Regions from separate parts of the Cricetulus griseus genome. Here region 2 is linked to region 1. The links are chromatin contacts, called in public Hi-C maps. All regions are on one chromosome and are shown on one strand. Each heading gives the region's core, a stretch centred on a gene start, on an enhancer-like site or on the middle of the called end of the contact. The rest is flanking DNA. Distances are from core to core; before and after follow the strand shown.

What was found. Hi-C and Micro-C count contacts between places; a contact is called where the count stands out from the background.
Region 2: a contact with region 1 is called in a Hi-C map of fibroblasts, with 5 times the contacts expected there. The contact joins the promoter of Acsl3 here to the enhancer-like site in region 1. A contact is called at or near these places in 4 of 8 Hi-C or Micro-C datasets (the CHO-K1 cell line, fibroblasts and liver).

Annotation. Positions count from the first base shown.
Region 1 is chr2:431,472,831-431,477,821 of CriGri-PICRH-1.0, forward strand. It overlaps Mogat1 (2-acylglycerol O-acyltransferase 1), which reads left to right. Exons shown (of 6, transcript XM_027397337.2): 6 at 2,688-2,914. The coding sequence ends at 2,842. Among named protein-coding and RNA genes, the nearest start is that of Mogat1, 34 kb to the left of the region's middle. Within about 2 kb of position 2,416, at least 5 of the 6 cell types and tissues checked have open chromatin away from gene starts, as enhancers often do. A contact at or near this core is called in the CHO-K1 cell line and fibroblasts, where this site is marked.
Region 2 is chr2:431,583,895-431,588,865 of CriGri-PICRH-1.0, forward strand. It overlaps Acsl3 (long-chain-fatty-acid--CoA ligase 3), which reads left to right and starts at 1,742. Exons shown (of 15, transcript XM_027397341.2): 1 at 1,742-1,874.

The DNA.
Region 1 (4,991 bases), core at 1,166-3,665:
TAATAAGAATGCCAGGCTGTTGTTCATTGTTTCTGCTCCTTTGGCTTTTTAAGGGGCTCACCATCCAGCTCTCAAATAAATCACATTCAGAATCTTATTCTTTCTTGTGAATGCCTGGCCTTAGCTCAGCTTATTTCTAGCCAGCTTTCCTTAACTTAAATTACCCATCTATCTTTGCCTCTGAACTTTTTCCTTTTCTTCTGTATATCTTACTTTCACTCTTACTCCCTAGGTGACTGGCCCCTAGTGCCCTCCTCTCCTTGTTCTCTTGTTCCTTCTATTTATAATCTTTGCCTGCCGCTGGGCTGTCCTCTCTTCTGCCTTCCTATTGGTTGTTCAGCTCCTTATTGGACCAATCAGGTTTTCGTTGTTGGTGGTGGTTTTTCAAGACAGCCATGGCTGTCCTAGAACTCAATTTGTAGACCAGGCTGGCCTCAAACTCTTCCTAATCAGTTTTTATAGACAGGCAAAGTAACACAATTTCACAGAATTAAACAAATGCAACATGAAAAAAATTCAACACATCTTTGCATCACTAAACAAATGGTCCATAGCATATCCAATATAACACATCTTAAACTAATATTCCACAACAGTAGGCTTAAATATTAACTTCCTGGGAGTTGGGGAGCAGGTTTGGAACTTTTAGCATCTCAGAGAAAGACAAGTGGGCTATGGGCATCTTACAAGAGGTGGTCTTATGATTAATTCATTAGTAAAGGGTGTATCTGAGTGCCTTGAAGAACCCACTGAAATTTAATGAAACTTAACAAAAAGGGAATAGGACTGCACTTAGCCATGGTGTCTTAGGAAAGAAGAGCCCTGATTCAGAGGTCACAAGTGTGTGACACTAAGCTGGGAGCAGCTCGCTGGCTGGACAGGCTTAGACAGCAACGGCTCGCTATCAGTCCCCGCTGCATCCTGCACCCTCACTCTGGCCTCTCTCACTGAGACACTCTCACTAGAAACTAGAGCTAGTCCCATGAAACTAGAGTTTACCGGTCAATCTGGATACAGGTTTCTCAGTTTTCTTCCCTCAAAGTTCAGAACTGCCAAGAAGCTTTGAGAACCTCGAGGTGTACTCTATCATCCCATGCACAGGAAAATTTAGGCCAGAGAGAAAAGTAAGATAGATCCAGGGTATCCCAAGGCTGCACTAGAACTCCGGATCCCCCTTGCCTCTGTCTCCTGAGTGCTAGAACTACGGGCATGCACCAGCTCATGTGGTTTATTTCCTCCGGTTCTCTCTGCTGTGTATCAAGGGACTGAGGTCTACCGCGCAGAAATTTGACTTCCAAAAGACCAAAGAAACCTGTCCACGAGCGTTTGGAGGCTCCGTCTGTTGAAACACTCAGCAGTTTCCGGTGTGGGTGTGTCACTCCTTTCTCTGCGCCCCTCAAACTCCCATATGCATGCTCTTTAGGGCTTGCTGCCTGCTCTCTTCCTTCGCGTTTGTTCAGTTTTTTTCTTAAATAACCACCTTCTGTTACTGGCACGATTTTACCCTTGTACGTAGCTTGGAGAAAGACAAAGGAGGTCCCTCCCGATGTAAACTCCCATTTTCCCCTTACAGTCACATGCACAGGCCTCACGCCCAAGATAATGACTTTAGAAGAAGCAGTTTCCAACAAGGATTGAAGTCGATCACCCTGCTTATCCGGGCCTTGGAGCAGTAGCAGTATCGAGCCAGCAGATGGCGCAGTGTATACAGGCGCCAAAGACTTGCATTTCTGAACACTCTTTAAGGCTGCTTATTATATAAACACCTTTTAAATATGTGCAGAAACCTCCAGGTTTATTTACAACTAGTCGGCATTTTTATAATTACACAGATGAAGTAAATGCTCTTTTCTTTGTGGAACACTCAGGATACAGATAAGACGAACCTTTCCCTATCTCTTTCTCCCTTCCCAGAGGGAAATGCTGATCTTTCCAGATTTTCCTTCTATGCACTAAAAGTACTCGCACCTAGAAATATATTTTTTCTGGCAGATAGTGCCACACTTAATTTTGCAACTTTTCTTTGACATTTTAGACATTATGCGTCCCGAGTTATTTATTTCTTTTTAAAAGATAGCTGCCTAGGGTTCCAGTGAATAATGTCACTCAACTTATGTAACTGCTTTCCTCTTGAGCTGTGGTTGCTTTCAGTTTTTGTGATTATATGACTTTCTGTCTTACAGATGCTTCGCATAGGAAAGTGTCACATATTCCTACAGATATGTGACACTTTCGATTGTTTCGAAAGGTTAAAAAAGAAAAGAAAAGAAAAGAAAGAAGAAGAAATGAGTCAGAATAGAGGGATGCCGCGTGACCTGAGCACTTCAGTCAGTCATAATAAGAACACTGTGGTCTGGCTGTCAGCTGTGCCTAGGAGAGAAGGAGGGTGACGTGGCAAAGCCTCCTCTGCTCACAGCTGCAGCCCGCGGGTACAGCAGCGCATTTGACTCAGAAGTCAAACCACAGGAGAATGACAGCCCAGTGTCTGCTGAGAAGGGAAACTCTATTTGCTGTCAAGTGCGATGGTGTGACTGAGGCAGGCAGCCAGTGAGCTGAGGAGAGGACTGGAGCCAGCGGGCTGGAGGGATGTGGATTGGCAGCCCAGCCCTCAGACGCCCACTGGAGACATGGGCTGTGGCCCAGCGGTGGTTGTTCCTCGAGGGTGATGCGTGTTCTGTTTTTCACAGTTGGCCGCCCCATCCCTGTCCAGCGGACTCCAAACCCGACCCCAGAGCAGACTGAACAGCTGCATCAGACCTACATGGAGGAGCTAAGGAAACTATTTGATGAGCACAAAGGGAAGTACGGTATTCCAGAACACCAAACTCTGGTTTTTAAATGACTCTCCCCCGCAAGGCATAAAGGAAGACAAGAGAGCGCTGTTGAAAAAAAATAAATATTTTAAATAAGTTCACTGTGGGTTTCTTTGTTGGACTGTAGGGTCGAATTGCAGCTGAAAGGTATTAGTAATGGAGACAGCTGCTGTTATTTTATACTGTGATAAAGAAAAATACAGCAAATGGAAGCCCCGGGTTTAGCCTAGTGGTAAATGCTCACCTTCAATGGGCAAGGCCCTAAGTTGGCTCCTTAACACTGGTAAACAAAAATACAGTAGATGATCACAGTAGATAGGGTTACAGATGATGTCATCTTAAAACCTTCTGAATTTAGGCAGACTGGATCACTCTTCCGGTTCCTAAAAGTGTTAGGATTGATTATCATGTGCTCAGAGCAAAAGCAAAATACCAACTTCAGAGAGCCTCCAGACCCTGAGCACCACTGTGGCTTGGGGTGGGGTCTTCTCCGAGTGTGGCAGCAGATGATCGGACACAGCTGAACACTTAGAGACCGTGTAACTTGTCATATAAGAGAGCAGAGAGGCAGGACTCACTCAACTTGAACACATTTGTTGCTGACTAACACCAGTTTTAATCAGTGCTTTTGTCAGATCAGTGCTTTTGGTTTGGGTGGGTGTTTTGTTGTTGATTTTGGTTTTGTTTTGTTTGGGTTTTTTGTTAGTATGTTTTGTTTTTATCAGTGCAGAATTATGCCATTTTTGAAGCAGGATGAGGCGGACACTTGGAGTCCCGTATGGACGAGAGCCTGTGTCATTTCTCTTCATGTATTTGCAATGGAAAAAGCAAGCGTATTTGGAAGATGCCATCCTCCCTGTTTTAGAACATGTCAGAGGGTTGCTGGAGATATGTTACACAATAGAAGAACTTGTCATTTTCTTCCCCTGGTGGCCTTTTCACTTAAGACAAGCTCTGAAAGAAAGTGCCCTCTCTTCTGAGTACTGCCCAGCTAAGCTGACCAGAGTCCAGTCTTCTCCATTTGCTGATATCTCCCTGGTACCTGGCACAACTGGGGGCAATCGGAGGGTATAAAATAAGTACTTGCCCAGTGGGTGTAACAAATAACTTTGCTATAATGTGAAGACTTTACTGAAGCTATTCCATAGTAATGAAGCCAGTTATAAGCCAAGATCCACATGAAATAGGAAAATTTCCTGTTATCTAATTGGCCCACAACAATAACCAACAATCCTATGCATTGTTATAAGCAAGTCAGGTTTCTGCTATTTAGTCACTTGGTATTAGGTAAGAAGAATGGCACTAAAAACAATGTCCTTTCCAAAACGCCTCCAGTGCGGGATGTTTGCTTCTTTGTCTCCTGCACGGTTGCTACTAGTAAGTCCATCCAATCACAGTTCTTTCCTATATTCCTGTATTTACAGGCTTCAAGTTTTGATTTTTAACCCTAAAAAGCAATGGAGACTTCTTTTCTTTTATTAGCCATCTAATAAGAATGCTAGTCTTAAATATTAACTTCCTGGAGATTAGAGGGTGGGGTTGGAACTTTCAGCATCTTGGAGAAGGACAAGTGGGTTATGGGTATCTTATAAGAGGAGGTCTTATGATTAATTCATTAGAAAAGGGTGCATTTGAGTGCCTTGAAGAACCCACTGAAATTTAATGAAACTTAACAAGAAGGGACTGAATTTAGCCTTTGTGTCATTCTTAGGAGAGAAGATGCCCTGGTCAGAGGTCACAAGCCTATGACAGTAAGCTGGGAGCAGCTCGCTGGCTGGACAGGCTTAGAAAGCAATGCCTTGCTATCAGTCCCCGCTACATCCTGCACCCTCACTCTGGCCTCTCTCACTGAGACACGCTCACTAGAAACCAGAGCTATTTCTATGCAACTACAAGTTTACCTGTCAATCTGGGTATAGATTGCAAGCATGAGACCTTGAGCTCTCAGCATCCAGAATGCACATAAAAAGTCAGGCATGGTGGTGTGTGCTTGGAATCCCAGCCCTGAGGAGAGAAAGACAAGTGGACCCCTGGAGCAGCCAGGCAACCAACTGATAGATCTCAATTCAGAAAACATGGTGGGCAGCACCCATGGAAGGACAGTGGAGATTGTCCTCTGGCCTCTAGGCACATGCTACACATGTACACATGTGTCCCCATGCATGTATCTGTACACCC
Region 2 (4,971 bases), core at 492-2,991, 110 kb after region 1:
AACACCTGTAATCCTAGAATCATCTAAGATCACCATGAACTCTAGGCCCCCCTGGTCTACATAGTAAAAATCCAGGCCTGTCTGAGCTACACAGGGAGATCTTGGCTCCTGTTAGCCCACAAGTAATAAACACCCATACAAAGAAGCCTAGCGAACAGAAATACAATAATTTCTGTCTAGCCTTAGTGTTCAATGGTGAACATGTTTGAATTTAGCCTTTGAATTTCAAGAGTATTTTCTGTAAAATGTAAATACATGTCCGTAAAATACTATCTAACATATAAAGACATAATGAAGAAAAGACATCTCTGGAATTCTACACTTTTATGTTTATTAATGGGGGAGGAAGGTTCAGTAATTGTTTTCCTGTCTCGAGGTTGTTTAGTTTTTCTAGAGGTTTCTTGGGTTCTGGGATTATCACTTCTAAGGTAGACATCCCTCTACAGAGTAGAAATTCGGCATTCCATTTGTTGGCAGGGTTTCCTTGGACAGATCAAGAGCTACAGATACATTGCTTCCCTAGTTGGGACTGGTTGCTTGAGTCAAGCACTATCTGTTCTCTTAGGCAGTTAGACTGGCCAGGGGCCCAAGGTGAGTGAGCTCTGGCTCCACCTCCTTCAAGTTCTGACAGCTTCCTGAAATTTTTTTTTTTTTTTTTTTTAAGATTGTCTTGGTAAGTGAGCCTCTGCCTTTGCTTGAGGCTATCTCAGCAACTCAACCTTTCACCTACTTAAAGAAGAGTTCACAGACCAACTTAATAATATGTTGGGTTAAGGGGGGGAAATCCTGCCATGAACAGTCTTTTAATATTACACTGGAGTGGTTGTTTTAGTCATCTGAATTTTGCTCTGTGTATGTTTTGTCTGAATGGGGGGCAGGCAGCCTTACAATAAATGCCTTTCTCTGGTGCGGTGTCCAAAACGATATACAATGGCAAACTAAACACACACATTTCCTGGTCATAAACAGTAATTTGGAGTAAACTTTCACCCTTTGAAAACGAACATGAAATTGGGGTATGTGAAGATTTGGGAGGTAAACGGGTTACACACAGCGTTAAATGAAGTCCATGCAAGAGAAACACTGGGCGTGCTTTGAGCTTTTGAGCCTTTTCCCTCCACAGGCATTTCCAAACGTTATTATTATTTTTTTTCCCCTTGCAAGATTGGCTAGAAATTCGTGCTCAAACTAGGATCACGAATCCATTCCAGAGAAGAATGAAAAAAAGAACAAGCATGCTATTTCTCGCTCTACACTGAGATTTATGCATCACGGCAGTGAAAGCGGGTTTTGCAGTCTCTGCGGGGCACCCTCGTCGCCGCCTGTCGTCTATCCCTCCATCTCCCCCGCTCCAGGCCCTTCTCCCCTCTGCAGCAGCCTTAGCTCAGGTCGGGCCCGCCGCTCCCCTCCCGGAGGGTTCCATCCCCGCCCTCCGCGGGCCCCAGCTCGGTCCAGCCGGCGGCGGCGGCGGCGGCGGCGGCTCTGCAGAATGACCTATAGTAACCTCGCCCCGCCCCGCCCGCCAGCCCCGCGCTCCCCAGGCCCGCATTTGATTGGCTCATCCCCTCACGCGCCACCGCCCGCGGGCCAATGGGCGGCAGTCTCTTTGCATAAGCAACGAGCGCCGGCCAGGGCTGCGCGTCCAGGACTGCGGCTCAACAGACGCTGCTCAGCCGGCGCCGGGGGACGTCGCTGCGGTTGCGGCCGCGGGCTGGGACGAATTCGGCGGCGGCGGCGGCGGCCGGGGAGGCTGAGCGGGCGGTCGTCCCCTTCTCGCGGGGCGGCCTCGGCAGCTCCGGCAAGGTCCTGAGGAGGTGGCGCTAGGCGGGAACCGCTCCCGGGAGCAGCCAGGCCTGCGTGGGTCGGAGTCCACGGTGAGTGCGCGCAGCGCCCGTTGTGAGGAGACTGAGGGTCGCGGGAGGGCGGCCAGGCCTCCCCTCGGCATGCATGCGGCCGGCCGGTGCCCGAGCGGATGCCTGGGCCGCGCAGGGGTCCGGGAAAGGGGTTGGTGGAGGATGAGGAGTGGGGCGTCCGCGCGGGGTCGGGGAAACCGCCGGCGTGGAGCCGGGGGGAGCGGGAGGAAGGATGCACCGCGGCCTCCGCTGCGGGCACGGGCACGGGCGTGGGGGTGGGGTCGTCCCGCTCCACAGGACCGCGCGGAGACCGTGGGAGGAACCCGCGCCCAGCGGTTCCCCGAAGCCCGGGCCGGGGGCGGGGGGGGGGGCGGGAGAGCAGAAACTGCGTGTGCGGGGCGGTGGGACTGGCGTGGGGACTTCTCTGGTTTTCCCTCTTCAAGTGCGTTTTTAGTCGCAACACGAGTCAGTCACGCGACGCACACACCAGCAGCCCCCCGGGGGTCAAGGTGTTTGTGATCGGGTGAAGGGATCTCACAGATGAAGATCCAGCTGCAGTGCCCATTCTGGTTCTAGAACAGGTACACTGTGATCAAGAGCCCCTCCGAGATAGAACCCGCAGGACAATAGTTGGGGATTATATAGAAACCTGGAGAGGGGGCCGGCTTTGTGGAAGTAGTGATTACTGACCAGAATGACAGAGCTGATATTTATTGAGCCTTTATTAGACGCCACACACGGAGTATTTTATGCGCAGCTTAAATGTTTATGTTGTTAGTCCACCAGGACGGGTGCACACTTCCCGTTTTACAGTGAGAGAACCCGCACCCTGGACACATTAACTTACCCCAGATGTGATCTAGTAGGAGAAACTGGAGCCCCAGGGGGGTGCGTCTGAATCCACAGCACTTACATCTGATGGCATTAGTAGCACGCAGCTCTCTGTTTGCTGCAGGAATGAACAGTTTGCACTGTGGCTTTGGTCTGGGGTTTCTTCAGGGCTCTGCAGAGTTCGGTATCGTTTTAACCTTTTGTGGTAGCCAGTTTTGTATTTCCACGTTGGTTCCGATGGTGCAGCTGAGTTGAAAGGAAGTGTTGGGATGGGGGAGTCAGTTGGTCAGAGTTTGTGTTTTCTGTGCAGTCCTCACATGTAGGGATGAAGACCGATTGTATTTTTTTTTTTCCTTAAGTTGTTCTCTGATTCATCTGTCATAAAGTACGTTGATTGCAGTGTTGCTGTCCGTAGCAGTCGCCAGGTGTCTTTGGAGCCCAGTTACTGGATTTGTGGGACATTTGGGCTGAGTGACTTAAAGCACAAGGATTCGGTGAGTCCAAGATGTCCTCCTTGAAGAAGGCAAAGAAGGGCAAAGTGAAGGACATTGGGGGAACATCTCTAGCTTATTCCTGATTCAGTTAATTATTCACCTAGAGCCTTCTCATTTCTGTTATGCCAGATACCTTGTTAGCTTCGGGAAATGCATCAAGGACAGAATTGATGTGACCCTGTGTCCTTAGGCAGGGATTAGACTCCAAGCCATTGATCTTGTAGATAAATGGGTGAGTGTAAGCTGTGTTTACTTGCAGTAAAGGTGTGGTATTGAGTGAGTAGAGATTATAATAAGGATTTTGATTTAGATGGAAATCTAGGGAGCTGCCTTTTAAAAACTGATAGTGTGAGATTTTCCTAGATTCAGTCTTGTGTTCTGAATGTGAATAGAACAATAGTTTAAAAACTTTTGAGCAACTACAATTTTTTTTTTTCCGAAACAGGGTTTCTCTGTGTAGCTTTGGAGCCTATCCTGGCACTCGCTCTGGAGACCAGGCTGGCCTCAAACTGTGAGATCGGCCTGCCTCTGCCTCCCAAGTGCTGGGATTAAAGGCATGCACCACCAATGCCGGGCAGAAGCAAGAATCTTATAGATGAGCTTTGGATTTAAAGGTGTGATTTAGACAGTTCTCCTATCCCTAAACTAGGCTCAAAGTGACAGGTTTTTCTAATTTGGAAAAGCATCATAATTTTCACAAGTATTGTAGTTTATATTCTATTGAGTAATTTCATATTTCAGCTCTTAGCTAGGGGTGGTGGCTCATACCTTTTATCCCAGCACTTGGGAGGGGGGAGGCAGAGGCTGGTGAATTTCTGAGTTCAAGGCTAGCCTGATTTACATAATTCCAGGACATCGAGTTCCACATGGTAAGACCCTGTTTCAAAAAAAAAAAATAAAAACCAACCAACCAGCCAAATTTCAGTTTTTAGAAAGCAAGAAAAACCAGGCACGAATGGGGAAATACAAACTTTTAACTGTATAAATATTTTAATCAAACATTTAAAACTGTCTCTGTTAGATTAGTTGAGCCTTTAAAGAGGTTAATATGAACAGAAGTTTCCAGAAAGTGGAGGTGTTAGATGTCATGGCATGGTAGTAATACTTGAGCTGAGAGGAGAATGCACTGTTTCAGACTCAGGCAACTGGAGAGCAAGCAGTGCAGGCACTGTTATACTCAGAGATGAGGCTCACTGGGAAAGAGCTAGGTTTCGGATGTGGGAGAAAGTGTATCTAGGTTTAGAAGTGTTTTGTTGGAGTTGCCTTCATTCTCTTTAGGGAACTGAAGTTGAGTGGACTTAAGCCATTTGGAGAGGTGATAGTATTTGAAACCATGGGCATGTCAGGTTGCCTGTGGGGAGCATCACAAGAGAGAAGAGGTAGTTTGCAAAAGAGAGGAAGAGTGGCAGATTAGTTGCCTCAAATATCTGTTCAGAGAAGGCAGGAAAGATTTCTTTTGGCTCATAGTTTCCAAGATGTCATTCTGTTTTAGTGTGAGGGCTTATTGAAAGAGCATTTCATATCATGGTGGCCAGGGAATAGAAAAAAGGGGAATATAAGGAAGATTGTAGGGCAAGATAAATCCCCCAGGGTGTTCCCCTAGTGATAAACCTAGTTATGCTGTGCTACAAATCTATCAAGGGGTTAGTGTGCCCATTAGGCTAGAACTCTGTGATCTGTTTCTGGAAATGCCTTTGCAGACCCTCTCTCCTGACCAGAGGTATGCTTTACTAATCCCTTAGGCATTTTTTGTTTTGTTTTTAGAGACAGGGTTTCCCTGTGCAGCTTTGGAG